Linked DNA regions of Rattus norvegicus: regions 2 and 3 are each linked to region 1. A link is a contact called in public Hi-C data. All regions are on one chromosome and are shown on one strand. The core of a region is the stretch at or near the end of the contact, and the rest is flanking DNA. Distances in the headings are between cores, read along the strand shown. Region 1 holds the start of Ifi30 (IFI30, lysosomal thiol reductase). Region 2 holds the start of Gdf15 (growth differentiation factor 15). Region 3 holds the start of Ell (elongation factor for RNA polymerase II).

What was found. Hi-C and Micro-C count contacts between places; a contact is called where the count stands out from the background.
Region 2: a contact with region 1 is called in a Hi-C map of liver, with 2.5 times the contacts expected there. The contact joins the promoter of Gdf15 here to the promoter of Ifi30 in region 1. A contact is called at or near these places in 4 of 12 Hi-C or Micro-C datasets (the A7r5 cell line, hepatocytes, liver and 1 more).
Region 3: a contact with region 1 is called in a Hi-C map of mammary epithelial cells, with 2.0 times the contacts expected there. The contact joins the promoter of Ell here to the promoter of Ifi30 in region 1. A contact is called at or near these places in 2 of 12 Hi-C or Micro-C datasets (frontal cortex and mammary epithelial cells).

The regions. Positions count from the first base shown.
Region 1 is chr16:18,707,521-18,711,849 of GRCr8, reverse strand. Ifi30 (IFI30, lysosomal thiol reductase) reads right to left here and starts at 2,280. Exons shown (of 7, transcript NM_001030026.2): 1 at 1,963-2,280; 2 at 563-745; 3 at 388-462; 4 at 216-308. The coding sequence starts at 2,085. Pik3r2 (phosphoinositide-3-kinase regulatory subunit 2) reads right to left here. Exons shown (of 16, transcript NM_022185.2): 16 at 3,805-4,329. The coding sequence ends at 4,307.
Region 2 is chr16:18,837,642-18,841,872 of GRCr8, reverse strand. It overlaps Gdf15 (growth differentiation factor 15), which reads right to left and starts at 2,608. Exons shown (of 2, transcript NM_001411583.1): 1 at 2,303-2,608; 2 at 1-632. The coding sequence starts at 2,582. The coding sequence ends at 1. It overlaps Lrrc25 (leucine rich repeat containing 25), which reads left to right. Exons shown (of 4, transcript NM_001399265.1): 4 at 1-1,006.
Region 3 is chr16:18,923,160-18,927,721 of GRCr8, reverse strand. Ell (elongation factor for RNA polymerase II) reads left to right here and starts at 2,646. Exons shown (of 12, transcript NM_001107304.3): 1 at 2,646-2,792. The coding sequence starts at 2,658.

The sequences.
Region 1 (4,329 bases), core at 1,031-3,530:
AGAGAGTGAAGATCCCAGGCTCTGCTCATAGATCTAAAGGTTTTCCCGTATAAAAACTATATGGGCAAAGTCACGCCCAGGGCTAGGGTAGTGTGATGTGGGGCAGAGCCGCTGCCTGGAACCCCCAAGTGAGGGCCTGGGGGCGTGGCTCTGGGGTGGAACCCCTGCGCAGATACTGGAGACCTGGCTGCGCAGCCTCCCACGCACTAACTCACCGGGCCCAGTTTCTTCTCCATGTCCTCCATCTCCTCCATACAGACGATGGTTAGGAATGCCGCCTCCTTTTCCAGCTTGTCCAGCAGACAGGCCTGGAGAAGCAGGCAAGTGTTATGGGGAGAAAGTGGCCAACCCTGCCTCCCTCCATGGCGGATCTGCACTCCAGCTTACCTCCACCTTGTTCAGTTTACACTCCAGCTCCCCGTGCTGGCACGTGAACTCCCATGTACCGCTGACATTTCTCTCCTGCAAGATAAGGATAGATCTTGGTGAGCGCAGGTGACCAGGCGTTCCTGTCCCAAGGCATCCCTCCCAGCTTCAGTCGCTTCCCGCCCCCCTCCAGCACCTGTGCGTTCCCGTAGGGCACCAGAGTGATGTTCATGATTTCCATAACCATCAGCCAGGTTGGGAACAAATTTCGGACGAGGAAGTAGCGACAAGCTCCACACAGGGACTCATAATAGAGGCTGACATTGACAGGTGGTGCAGAGAGCAACCGGCGTGGCCCGAAGAGGCACAGGTCGTGGGCCTGAAAGGAAGAGAGGCATCTGGTGAGGTGCAGCCCGGGTCATCCCCAGGCTTCCGAGCCCGGTCACCCCTGCAGAGGGCAGTCCTATGACAAGTTGCTTATAGTTCCGTTCAGCCTTGTGGCACTGGGACTAGAGGTCTCTGCGCATGTGGGGTGAGCGGTCTCCTGATGAGCCACGCCCCGGCCCCTCTGAGGTTTTCTAGTCTCTAGATCGTGTTCCGCAATCACAGTTTATCTACAAAAAACGGAACCTGACAGGCTCTCAAACAGTAGGTGGTCAGTGAATGCACAATCTTTAACTATATTCAGGAAGTGCTAAGACATGCATATTTCTAGCACTTGGGAGGCAGTGGAAGAGCTCAAGGCCAGCATGGTCTACTACATAGTGAGTTCCAGGACAGTCAGCGCTACACTGAGACTCTGTCCCGTCAACAAACAAAACAGAAAACCAAACCTAATCAAAACAATAACAAAACAAGAGAACTAAAGTAAAAGAAAAATAAGATATACATATTTCTAGTTGCCGCTCTCTCTCAGCCTTGTCTGTTTGGAGATGCACACTCTGAAGCCAAATACAAGCGCTCGCGCCCTCCTCCCTTCCCCCCTTTCTCCCCCTTCCTCCCTCTCTCCCCCGTGCCCCCTCACTCTATTTATTCTTCCTCTCCAGGGACCCAGGGGAACTTCACCCAGTCTGACGCCCGACTAGACACAGGAGGTGACTGATGCGTACAGACTTCCGGTCCCCAGGGAGGGCGGGCCAGAATCTGAGCACCGCTCTAGGTGCACGGGGCATGTGTTTGCTCCATGTCAGAAGCTCGTTAGCCCTCTCTTCTTTGGCTGGAACGCACGCGGTAAGCGACAAGAATTGCGTGAGAGTGGAGACCAGACAGTAGCTCAACAGGTCTGGAGCAGAACACTCCCCTACATGCCGCGCGCGTGCCCATCCCTCAGCTCTTGACTCAAACATATACCGTAGGTGGTTGATAAATGCTCAGGCAAGGCGGGCAGGGGATAGCTGCGCTTTTCAGACCTAAGAGGGGAAACGAAGGACGTGGACACGGTGCTCAGTGTCCGGGGACTGGATTAGGGGTGGTGGCCCTGAACCTGACAACTTTCCCTGGAGACTTTGGAATTCCCCGAATGAGTTCACGGAATAAGTGCAGAGAAGTCCCTATGCTGACAGACTGGCGGGCCCCTTCCTGCGTCGTGGTTCCTACCTTGCAGGTGGCTGCGCCCTCGGAGGATCCTTGCGGCAGGGACGCAGTGGCTGCTCTGGGAACCTCGGGTAGGAACAGCAGAAGCAAAAGGGACAAGAATGGTACGAGCGGAGAACAGGACATGGCTGAGGAGAAAAAAGCTTGGCCAGGCCGGGGAGGCGGGAGACTTTAAGCAAGTGGATGCTCCACCCACTGAGACCACGCCCACACAGGTTCCTCCTAACTCTGGGCCCCCTTTCCTCAAGGCTCCGCTCCAGCCAGGTGCTAGCCCCAAATCACGAGGCCACAGGACTCTGTCTAGCCTTGTGTTCTCCGCAGCCAGTATGTCCGGTCACGTGAGGCTTTTGGATCAAGGGACGGGAAGGAGGACTCCAGACAATAACCGACCGAGGGACATAAGGCAGAGTCCTCATGTCCTTCCTTTGAGCTCAGTGGAGGTCGGGGAGTGATACAGACTCCTCACTAATTCTTACCCCCACCACTCCAGGTCAGAGCAAGCCAGCCCCGTCGGGCACATCCCCCGACCTCTGCTGATTATGGCCCTAGCACAGAAGCTAGCTCAGCCAGGGCAACTCCCCATCTCTGAGGTCCTGGGCCCTGGCTTGGGTTGAGGACAGAGCTGGGGTACTTGCTTCCAGCAACAGAGTGTGTAGGCGGAGATGTGCCTGGACTCCAGGACTCTGCCTCTTTCCATCAGCTGCGGTTTCCCGGCCTCTGAAATGGGGCACGAGTGACACAATGACTGTGGATAGTCACCACGAAAAAAAAAAATCAGAGGTGACCTAGGCTGGGACTGGAGCCTCTGCACCAAGTCAGATTGAAAGCTGAACACTGGGTCCCTGGAGCAGTGACAAGCCACAGAACAGCAGCACCAGCAGGAAAAGTTCCAGTTCCAAGTGTGAGAAACCCTGGTTTTTTGTTCAGGAGACAGCAAGCTAGAGAGGATGGCGATTTCCAGCGTTCAGAAGCTGATAGGGACAGCTACAGGCTGAGAGGCTCTGTTCTAACCAAGACTTGGTATTCCCACCCCGACCCCTCTGCAAGCTCGGCAAAGATCTCCCCTGAGCCATGCCCCCAGCCCCTCATTGGGAGATTCTGAGGGAGGGGTTCTGCCGAGACATGCCCCCAAGCACAGGTAACATTTGTTTTCCTTAATGTTGATTCGTGTCTCTCCAACTAACAAGCTTGTGGTTCTGCCTCAGCTTCCCAGGATCTGGGACCACAAGGTACTGTTTGTCTTAGGTCAGTCGCAGGATGCAGCAAAGACCAAGGCCAACTGAACCCCATAGGGTAGTAGGTCAGGGATGGGCTCTGTCCATTCCTGGCCTAGCTGAGTCCAAAGGTGCTCTCAGAAGATAGTGACACACTGACTGGTGCAGATGGGGGAGGGGGAAGTACTCAGGGAAGTAGTCACAGGCACAAGTCTTGATGTGTTCCTAGCAGGACTATTAGGTTTCCCAATTTTGCTAATGAGCACAGGCCCTGGGCTCTTTCAGCAGGTGTGCAGAGGGGCCAGACCTTGGCCTCCCCTCACAACTCAGGGAGACTAGGGACAGGAGACACCTGCCTGAGTGGCTGAGAGGTTGTTGCCACCTCTCTTCCCGATGAGGAAGTTAGGGACCACATGGACGTCACTTGAGGACAGACACAGCTGGTGCCTGCCTGAGCACCCTGGAACTGGGACACCAGAGGAGGGGCTGTTCATGGGTTTGGGGTTCTTCCAGGATATGAGTATGGGGCAGGGCCAAGTTGCACCGCTGTGCTGCAAGACCACGGGCATGCTAAAGTCTATGTCGTTCACAACATGGGTTAGGAATTCCAGTCCCCAAAGACACTCAGCCAACAGGTACAATGTTTCATATTCGTATCAATAAACGTACCGTACAAAACCTGCTGCCCATCAACCCTGGGCAGGTATGGGGTTCAGGGAGCAGGGACACACTCAGGGCCCTTGTCCCAAAGGGGAGGCATTGCACAGTCAGGAGAACAGCGCAGGGCCTGGACGAGGGCTAGTTTGTATTTTGCCCTCCAGAGGGGGAGCTTCTCGGCAGCTGCGGGGTAACCCCGTGACTGGTTTCACTTCGACCTTAAGAGGGGAAGTTGGGGTCCACGGGGCGGGTCCCGCCCAGCCCCAAGTGTCCAGGGCTGAGTTCCTGGAAACCACCTAGCACAGTTCCTTTCTAAATCGGAGATATGGCTTGAAGAACTCGGGGGGCCCAGGCCAGTGGCCCCGCAGCCTCTGTAAACATGGCAGACGCAGCGGGAGGATGGCATCCTGCGTGTGTTCACCAGGGGAAGGGATTAGAAGACAGACATGGACAGGGAGGCAGGTGAGGTGGGGCGCTCAGCGTGCTGCAGGGGGCGGGC
Region 2 (4,231 bases), core at 1,359-3,858, 130 kb before region 1:
TCAAGCGCAGTGGCAGCCCTGGGCTACCAGATCATCATAAGTCTGCAGTGACACGCCGCTGTCTGTCCTGTGCATAAGAACCACCGGGGTGTAGCTGGAGGGGACACAGCACGGGGCCGGCACTCTGTCGGGCTGCAGGCCATGCAGGCGTGCTTTGATCTGCGCATGCGTGTTGGCCGACCGGTAGAGGTGGGGGCACTCGCCCACGCACATGCTCAGTTGCAGCTGACGCGGGGACAGTACCCAGTCGCTCCAACCTAGGTCCTCGAGAGTTGCCTGCACAGTCTCCAGGTGACAGCAGCGCCCGGGACCCAGCGGGCACGAGTCTCTTGGGTGCAAATGCGCGCTTCGGCGCCCCCTGCCGGCGGCCGATCGTAAGTGCAGTTCCAGGCGCGCGCCGCCAGAGGGCAGCACGGCTAGGTCGGGAGGCGGCGCCAGGCGCAAGCGCAGTGCGCGAGCGTGGGGTCCCTGGAGGCTGATCGCACGTTGCAGGGGCCTGGTGATGTCCCAGGGCCTGGACGAAGGCGTCAGCAGGAGCAGCGCTCGGTGCACGCGGTAGGCTTCGGGGAGACCCTGAGTCAGCGACGCCCGGTTGACGCGGAGCAGCAGCCGGCCGTGGGACCCCAATCGCACTGCAGAAGAAACCAGAACGCCCGTTACTCATGTGCTCAGTATGTGCCAGGCACAGGTGTGTCCGTGTGCAAATGTGCCACTCCCACCCACCACAGGGCCTTTGCACAGATGTTAAACATATGTAGCCCAAGGTCTCTCAGGGTAGCCCTGGTTCTCAGTGTAGTTAAATAAATGTAACTCTCGATGTAAGCCAGGCTAGCCTCGAACTCAGAGATCTGCCTGCCTCTGTCTCCCAAGTGCTGGGATTAAAGACTTCCACCAGCACCTTCTGGTTAAAAGCTGATTTTGCTCTTAGCAACAGGGAGATCTCTAAGGTCTGCCCTGTGGAGTACTTCTCAAACCTTTCCCCAAACCTCTGAATAAAGTGTTTTAACAAACAAAAGTTGATTTTCTTTAAAGCAGTGTTTGGTGGCCACCTTTTCACACTTGGGAAATGGAGGCAGAAGGATTGCCCTGAGTTTGCAGTCAACCTGAGCTACAAAGTCCCTATCTCAAAAAGAAAGAAAGAGAGAGAGAGAGAGAGAGAGAGAGAGAGAGAGAGAGAAAGAAAGAAAGAAAGAAAGAAAGAAAGAAAGAAAGAAAGAAAGAAAGGGGGCTAGAGAGATGGCTCAGAGGTTAAGAGCACTGTCTGTTCTTCCAGAGGTCCTGACTTCAATTCCCAGCAACCACACATGATAGTTCACAACCATCTGTAATGGGATCTGATGCCCTCTTCTGGCCTGCAGACAAACATGCAGGCAGAAAGCTGTATGATGTATACATAATGTTAGAAAGAAAGGAAGGAAGAAATGGAAAAAGAAAAAGAGGAAAACAATGAATGGGACGGGGGCTGCAGAAATAGCGCAGCGATTAAGAGAACGCACTCTTCTTCCAGAGGACCTGAGTTCAAATCCCAGCAACCACACGGTGGCTCACAACCGTCTGTAATGGGATCTGATGCCCTCTTCTGGTGTGTCTGAAGACAGCTACAGTGTACTTACATATAATAAATAAATCTTAAAAAAAAAATTGGGACAGGTTCTCACTATGTAGTCCCAGCTGGCCTTGAACTCACGGCAATTTCCCTGCCTCAACCTCTGGAGTAGTTACCATATCCAAGTAAGACTTTGCAGGTCGTCAGAGTGACAGTTCACTGGGATTCACACAAAGCTAGCGGATTTGTGAAGGGGCGTGCCCAAGCGGATTTGTGAGGGGGCGGGGCCAGATCGGCCTGGGTCCTAACGCGGAGCCGAGGCCCAGGGATCCTCCTCCCTCCCATCCAGGCCACTGTCACTTGTTACAGTAGCAGATTCTTGACCAGCGATTGCGTCAGATTCCGGATCCAGTTCCCGCAGGTTCTTTTCCCTCTGGCTCTCAACCTGGCTCTCTTTCCTACCTCCCCTCTCCAGTACCCTCTAACCATCCCCCGTGTCCTCTCCCACTAGAGTGCTGTGCATCTCCAGGAAAGACCTCGACCTCTCTGGACATCATTTGTCCAGCTCCGGTCTGAGGACGGTCGTCCTTCCTACTCTGGCTGAGCCCACTGCACGGGGGACTGCTGGCAACTCCAGAGGTCACAGCAGGGGAAACTGAGGCTCGGAAGCTGGACTGACTGGGTCTCGTGGACTTGAGTGTGTTGGTTAGAGCTTGGAGAGGGTGTTGCTGAAGTGGGTCCCCAGCTGCCACTTACCCTCTGGACTGAGTATCCGGACAGCTGGGTCAGGGGTTGGTTCTGAGTTCGAGTCCTCCCGGCTCTGGTTGGCATGCAGTCGGCTCAGCAGGTCCTGGAAGCGACCCCGTAGCTCGTCCGGGTTGAGTTGGGACTCAGAGAGGGAGCGTCGCTGCTCAGGCACTGCCAGGGCGTCCCCCTGAGATGGCCATGACAGCAGAAGCAGCAAGAGCAGCAGGAACAGCAGGAACCTCAGCTGAGGACCGCCTGTAGGCTGGGCATGGAGCGCGCGCAGGGCCATGTCGCTTGTGTCCTGAGTGTGACTTTGCGTTAAGCCTTCGCAGCTGCCTTTATACCCACTGGACTCTGTCCGCCCCGCCCCCTTGTGCGATGCCAACTCGGGTGACCAGGCTAATCCGGGCGGGAATCCCAGGGCTCCGCAGGGGGGCGGGGGCGGAACCTCTCAGCTCACGAGGGAAAATGCGGGGACTGTGACCTGAGTGAGTGCTGACTGTCCCCACAGAACATGTGATGTAGTCCAGACTGAAGTTCAAGTGGCTTCTTCCTTCCCCTTGGGACCAGGGCTCTCTCTCCCTTTCTTCCTCTCTCCCTCCCTCCCCTTCTCCACCCCCATCGAAGGTAAAGAAGCCAAGGAAAATCTAGAAAAGGCAAGTTCAGGCAAGTCACCCTACGTCTCAGTGTCCCAGGAGTAGACTTTACAACCCTGTCTAAATGGGCTGGGACAGAAGAGCAAACCAGGGAGTACTGCACCCATTCAAGGTTCTCTTCGGAACTCCTACTAATGCTTCAAAACCCTGTGCGAACAGCTCCTGCTTCAGGAACCTTCACTAGATTTCCAGGATGACTGGGTGCTCACACACGCCTGCCCTGTGCCTGCCTCAGTATCCCCAGACCAGGGGTCTCTATTGGGGAGAGAGGCAAGAGGAAATCTGCCCATGGGTCTCCTTCCAGTCGGGAGTCGGTAGGTGGCTGGAGGGTGAGGGCAGTTGGTCTCAGGCTCCAAAGGAAGATAGATGAGGACGAAGTCGCCAGGAGCCCTGTCCACAGTCAGCCTGAGCCTCCGAAGGGTAGTGGCTGTAGCCGGGACTTCTGAGTGAGACCAGAGTGAGCATCTAGGGCACCAGGTGTCACCAAGTTCTCCTGCTGGGATCTGGAGCACCTAGGGTTCCCTCCCAATATCTACGTACTGCTGGGTGGCCTCTGACCTGTGGGGTGACTCCAAGTTATGACTGACTATGGGGCTCCATGTCCCCCTGTGAAGGCCAGGTAGGTGCATGGTAAGTCTTCACCCGCCGCCATCCCTTCTGTCCCTCTGTCCTGGTGCTCACTGGACAGGAGGTAGAAGCCCGGGCTGACCCCAGAACCCACCCCCTGCTGATCCCAGACCCCCCCCCTCAGATCTAAGCCCTGCCCCTTATGCACTAGTCCCCCTCCTCCTGTAGACCCAAGACCTGCCCCCAAAGTTACCTGTCTGGTCTAGGACCCTTTGTCTAAATGATCAGTATGAAGGGAGGTGACCCTGCCCTTGTGCTCCCGTGGGGAGGGGCAGCTTGGTGGACACCCAGCCGGTGAGAGTGGGGATTATTTTCATCTCTGAACGTTTTTCCCCCAAAATTTTTTTTTTTGGTTCTTTTTTTCGGAGCTGGGGACCGAACCCAGGGCCTTGCGCTTCCTAGGTAAGCGCTCTACCACTGAGCTAAATCCCCAGCCCCGTTTTTCCCCCAAATTTAAGTCTCAGAGTCAGATTCTCTGCTGTGGGCAAGCTGCTGACCTCCGATCGGTGGCCTGGATCTCAGGCCAACCATCGACCATCAGTCCCTGTGAAAGGCTACTGTCGTCTACATCTCCAGGGTGGGAGTATGGGGTGGGGGGCGGTGCAGGGGACTCACGATACAAACTGAGGGACTATCCGATGGTCCCATGTGACCT
Region 3 (4,562 bases), core at 1,397-3,896, 220 kb before region 1:
TCCTATGGCTATGCACGGCACACAGACACATGTATGCAAGCACTCCTGCACATAAAAGTAGCTTAAAGGGGTTGGGGATTTAGCTCAGTGGTAGAGCTCTTGCCTAGGAAGCGCAAGGCCCTGGGTTCGGTCCCCAGCTCCGAAAAAAAGAACCCAAAAAAAAAAAAAAAAAAGTAGCTTAAAGTGGGTGGTGACTCACACCTATCAGCACTAAGGAGACCAGGACTGTGTGGATGAAACAAAGTGTTTCCTGACCCTTTGCTCTGTGGCTGAATTAAATTGACCGGGAAAATAACCAGCGATGTCTCTGGAGTCTGTGCCACTGGCAGCTCAATTGTTCTATGGCTTGACTAACTAGGACCCCCTCCTCCATAATAATATGTTAAAAACTTTATGCTAGGTGTGGTGGCACAAGAATTTAATCCCAGCAGTTCAGAGGCTAATGCAAGCAAGCTCTTTAGTTTGAGGCCCCTTGCTCTTCATAGCTAGTTCCAGGCCAGCCAGAAACCCTGTCTCAAAGGTTATATATATGATGTATGAGAAATACATCTTTTAAAAAGATCTATTAGGAGCCAATGGGCAGGCATTTAACACATCCCAGCAATTCAGTCTATTAAAAACTGTCCACAGGTAAGCAGTAAGCAGCAGCAATTGGTGCTGATCATCATGTGGGTAAGAAAAGCTGTTAATTATACACACCAAAATATTACATAGTCGTCAAAAAGGAATGAAGCTCTGATTCACCCATTGATGACCCTTGAAAACAATTACACCTCAAAGGCCTCACGTTGTGGGACTGCACTATGAAATGCCCACAAAGACAAGCAGATCAGAGAGTTGCTAGGTGACAGAGATGGAACAGGAAAAACTGCAAATGAGGACCAGGCTTTCCTTTGACAAGAAGGAATGTTCTGGAACAGTCAGTGGTGGCGGTTGTGCAACATTGAGTACGTGTGGGATGTCGCGTTAAGATTTGTTTATTGGAAAGCCAGCGCATGACGTGTGGGAGATTCATCCAGTTGTTGAACTTTCAGCAATAGTCACGTTCAGCACATCATCCTGTTTCCACAGCTCTTGCCCTGTTCTGGGAATCCCCCCATTAGCTGGACCTAGCAAACCCACACGCACTTGGTTTACATAACCACGCCCACCACACCAGCCTCTCAACATACGCCCACTCCCTCCTGGTACGAGCAGGCCCCGCTCACTTTATTTTCCGGAGGGCTCTATGCAGACTCCACCAAAGGAACGCTGAAGAAAAAGCGTAAATATCAAGCTTAAAGGCCCTAGTGGTGGTAACCTCGTTCAAGTGTTAAGGGTTCATGAATAACACGTAGAGGCGGGGCTAGGGGCTTGGAGAAGTGGAACCGTCAGTGCCTTGTGAATATGCATGAGGCGGGTGGGGCACAGGGAGCTTCCCTCAAGCGGTCGGGGGTCGTAGTCTGTTGAGTGGCAAATCCTTGAAAATTGGTTTGCGCTACGCGGCAGCGGCAACTCCTGAATAACTCAGCTATTCCAAGCGTCTGAGGCTGCTGGGGATGACCTCCGGAGCTTGAGGTCTGGCTACGTAGCGCGGTGGGTGAACTGAAGTAGGGCGGACCCTGCGACTGTTGGGGGCGTATCAGTAGTGCGTTTGGCGGGCAAGCTGTGGTCGGGGAAAATCTCTAAACACGCGATGGGGGCGTGGCCAAACCTACCTCATGAATAATGCAGCAAGTCGATGGGGCGGGCTTTAGGGGAGTTTGGGGGCGTGGCCAAACGATAGCGCTTGGGGGAGTAGCTCCTCAGTGACGCAAGGTTCCAAGGGCATATTTGGGGGGCGTGGCAAGGAGTTGGTGGAGGAGGCGGCTTCGCCACAACATATAGGCGTGGCTAAATGTGTAGTGGTTTTTCAAGGTAATTTTATTTCACTGGGAGTGGGCTCGCTGAAGGCCCGATGCGTGGCCATCTAGATCATGCTTGCAACTGCGAACAAACATGTTTGTCGTCGCGGGCTGGCAGTCTACAAACACGTTGGAGACCACGGCCAGTCTCTCATAAATAACAAATAACACACCCTCGCGACGGGTCGCGAGACTGACAGGGCTTTACTGGGTTTGGGATGAGGGTGGGTTTCCAGCGCTCCGGGCGGCGAGGCTACCTTCGCCTCATGAATAATACATTAGGAGTCATCAGGTAGGCGGAGCATGTTTGTAAGTTTGGGGGGGTGTGGCCAGCCGCGCACGCGCACAAGAGTTGTTTGCTAGGAAGGGAAGTTTCTTATCCCGGAGGCGTGGCCAGTCTGCTGAGGGAAGAGCAGTATTAAGACTTAGACTGGCCTCGCGAGACCCTTGGGGAGTAGCCAGTTGGGATGCGGTTAGTTTTTGCGGGTGTGTTCCGAGCGCGCGGGAAGGCGTGGCTAACCTCTCATGAATAATGCAGCAAAAATCTGGGTCTCTCGCCTCGAGGGCGGGCCTGTAAGTGCTTGGGGGCGTGACCATCTGTGAGGGTCGCAGGCAAAACGTTCTTCTCTTTCAAAGGAGGCACGCTCGCCCGGAGTGGGGCGTGGCTATGCTGGCCTCATGAATAATGCAGCACGTCGGCTGGCGGCGGGGCGGGGCGGGCCGGCGTGAGGGCGCAGTCGCTGAAGAGGGGGGCGGGGGAGTGATGGTTGCAAGATGGCGGCGCTGAAGGAGGCTCGGAGTTACGGGTTGTCGTGTGGGCGCGTGAGCGACGGCAGCAGGGTGTCGGTATTCCACGTGAAGCTCACCGACAGTGCTCTGAAGGCTTTCGAGAGCTACCGGGCCCACCAGGTGAGCTTTGCGGCGTCCTGGCGGGTAGGCTGCGCCGTGGGGAGACACTTGCTGGGACCTGTGGGGGAACAAGGCCGCGCGTCCATACCTGGCGATACCTTGACCAACCTCAGTGACATCCTTCAGGTTGACTCTACTCTTGCCTCTTTTTATAAAACAGATCCTGTCTATGTAGCCTAGGTTGTCCCTGAACTGACGGCCATCCTCCTGCCTTAGGTTCTTAAGTGCCAAATGACAGGTGTGTTTGGATCCATTCTTAGAAGGGGTAGTTTAGACAGAAACTTACTGCCTGGCTCCAGATCCTACCACCTCATGTAATCTTGTTTCCTTGGATAATCTTGGACAAGGCTGTTGTGTTTTTCTCACCGACTGAGGTGGTGGTGTTACCTATGGGGGCTTCCTCTGGCTGGGCACTCAGGAGGAGGCTTCTGTATCCACCACACTTGGTCCCTTCTTCATATTCCAGTCTTCATCTGGGAGAAATTCCAGGCTTTTTGGTACTGCCTCCTGGCTTGGGAGTGGGGTTAGGGATCTGGGCTGTGTCCCTCTCTCCTGGGCCTCACTCTGGGTCACACCTTGATGCTCCACCCAAGCCATGGCATCACTCTGCATCCATCCACTGGGACAGAGGTTGCAGGTCCCCAGGGGAAGTGGCTTGAGGGTTCATCTCGCTAAAGTGACTGGGGTGTTGGGTCTGTGTCTGGGATGTGTGTTTGCCTGCGCTGGCGCAGGGGGTGTTGACGCGGTCGAGTGAACAGAGAGTAACTAGGAAAGAATGTGGTTTTCTTCCTGCCCGGGACATGTGGTGCACCCTTGGCCAAGCCAGGAATTTATTCCCCACTCAGTGGTCTGGGGAGCCTACCTCTCCCCACATGTTTTCCCTTCACTTCTTTGAGCCACTTCCTGCCTGTGCCCGGGTCTTAGTTTTCTCCTTCCTAGAACAGGATTCAATCTCTTTAGAAAAAGTTGTTTTTTCCTTGTCGAAAAGGTTCCTCATCATGAGGCAGAAAGTGCCCCTGCAGGTGAGAAGGAAGAGGGGGTGAGGATTTGGGTGGCAGCCACTGAGTGACCGGCCCAGCCACTCTTCCTGGTTGGAATTCCAACCTGGAGTCTTTCCCCTTGGGCCATTCTGACTAGTCCTGGAAGATCAGGACTTTTCTCAGAATCAGCTGGGCCAGAGCATGAGTCACCACTGTCAGGTGGACTTGGTACCTGGTGGCAGTAGCTGGCCCTTGCCCTGCCACCCCAGCAGCCTTCTCCAGCACTGCTGTCATACTGTTATTTTTAATTTTGGGTGTGCATTACATCCCCTAACTAAGCCTGATCTTCTTCTTGTGAGGGCGCTTGTGGAATTGCAGGCCACCATGCTTGTCCCCAGAGGAAGCCAGCTATATCTAGCCGGGTGACAACCAGCCATGAGGGAGTCTGGGCATTGCGGCTGGCAGCCTTCAGTTTTGGGACAGTGCAAACCTGTGTTTATCTGGAAAGCTGACAGGGCACTTAGTGGCGAGGCGACTTTGGCGTGTAGTCTGTCGCCAGCATCAGAGCTTGGCTCTACCCTAGGCTGTTGTCAGACCCAGGACTCTTGACTCTAGATGCCAAGGTGGCAGACTGACACCACCAGCCCAGCTTCAGAGACACCTATAGTTTGTTTCTTGTTTTTAAGTGGAGTCTCACTGTGGAATCCTGGTTGGCCTGGAACTTGCCAGGTAGAGCTTACAGGTCTCTAGCTCTCGAAGATCTACCTGCCACCTTTGTTAGATTAAAGGT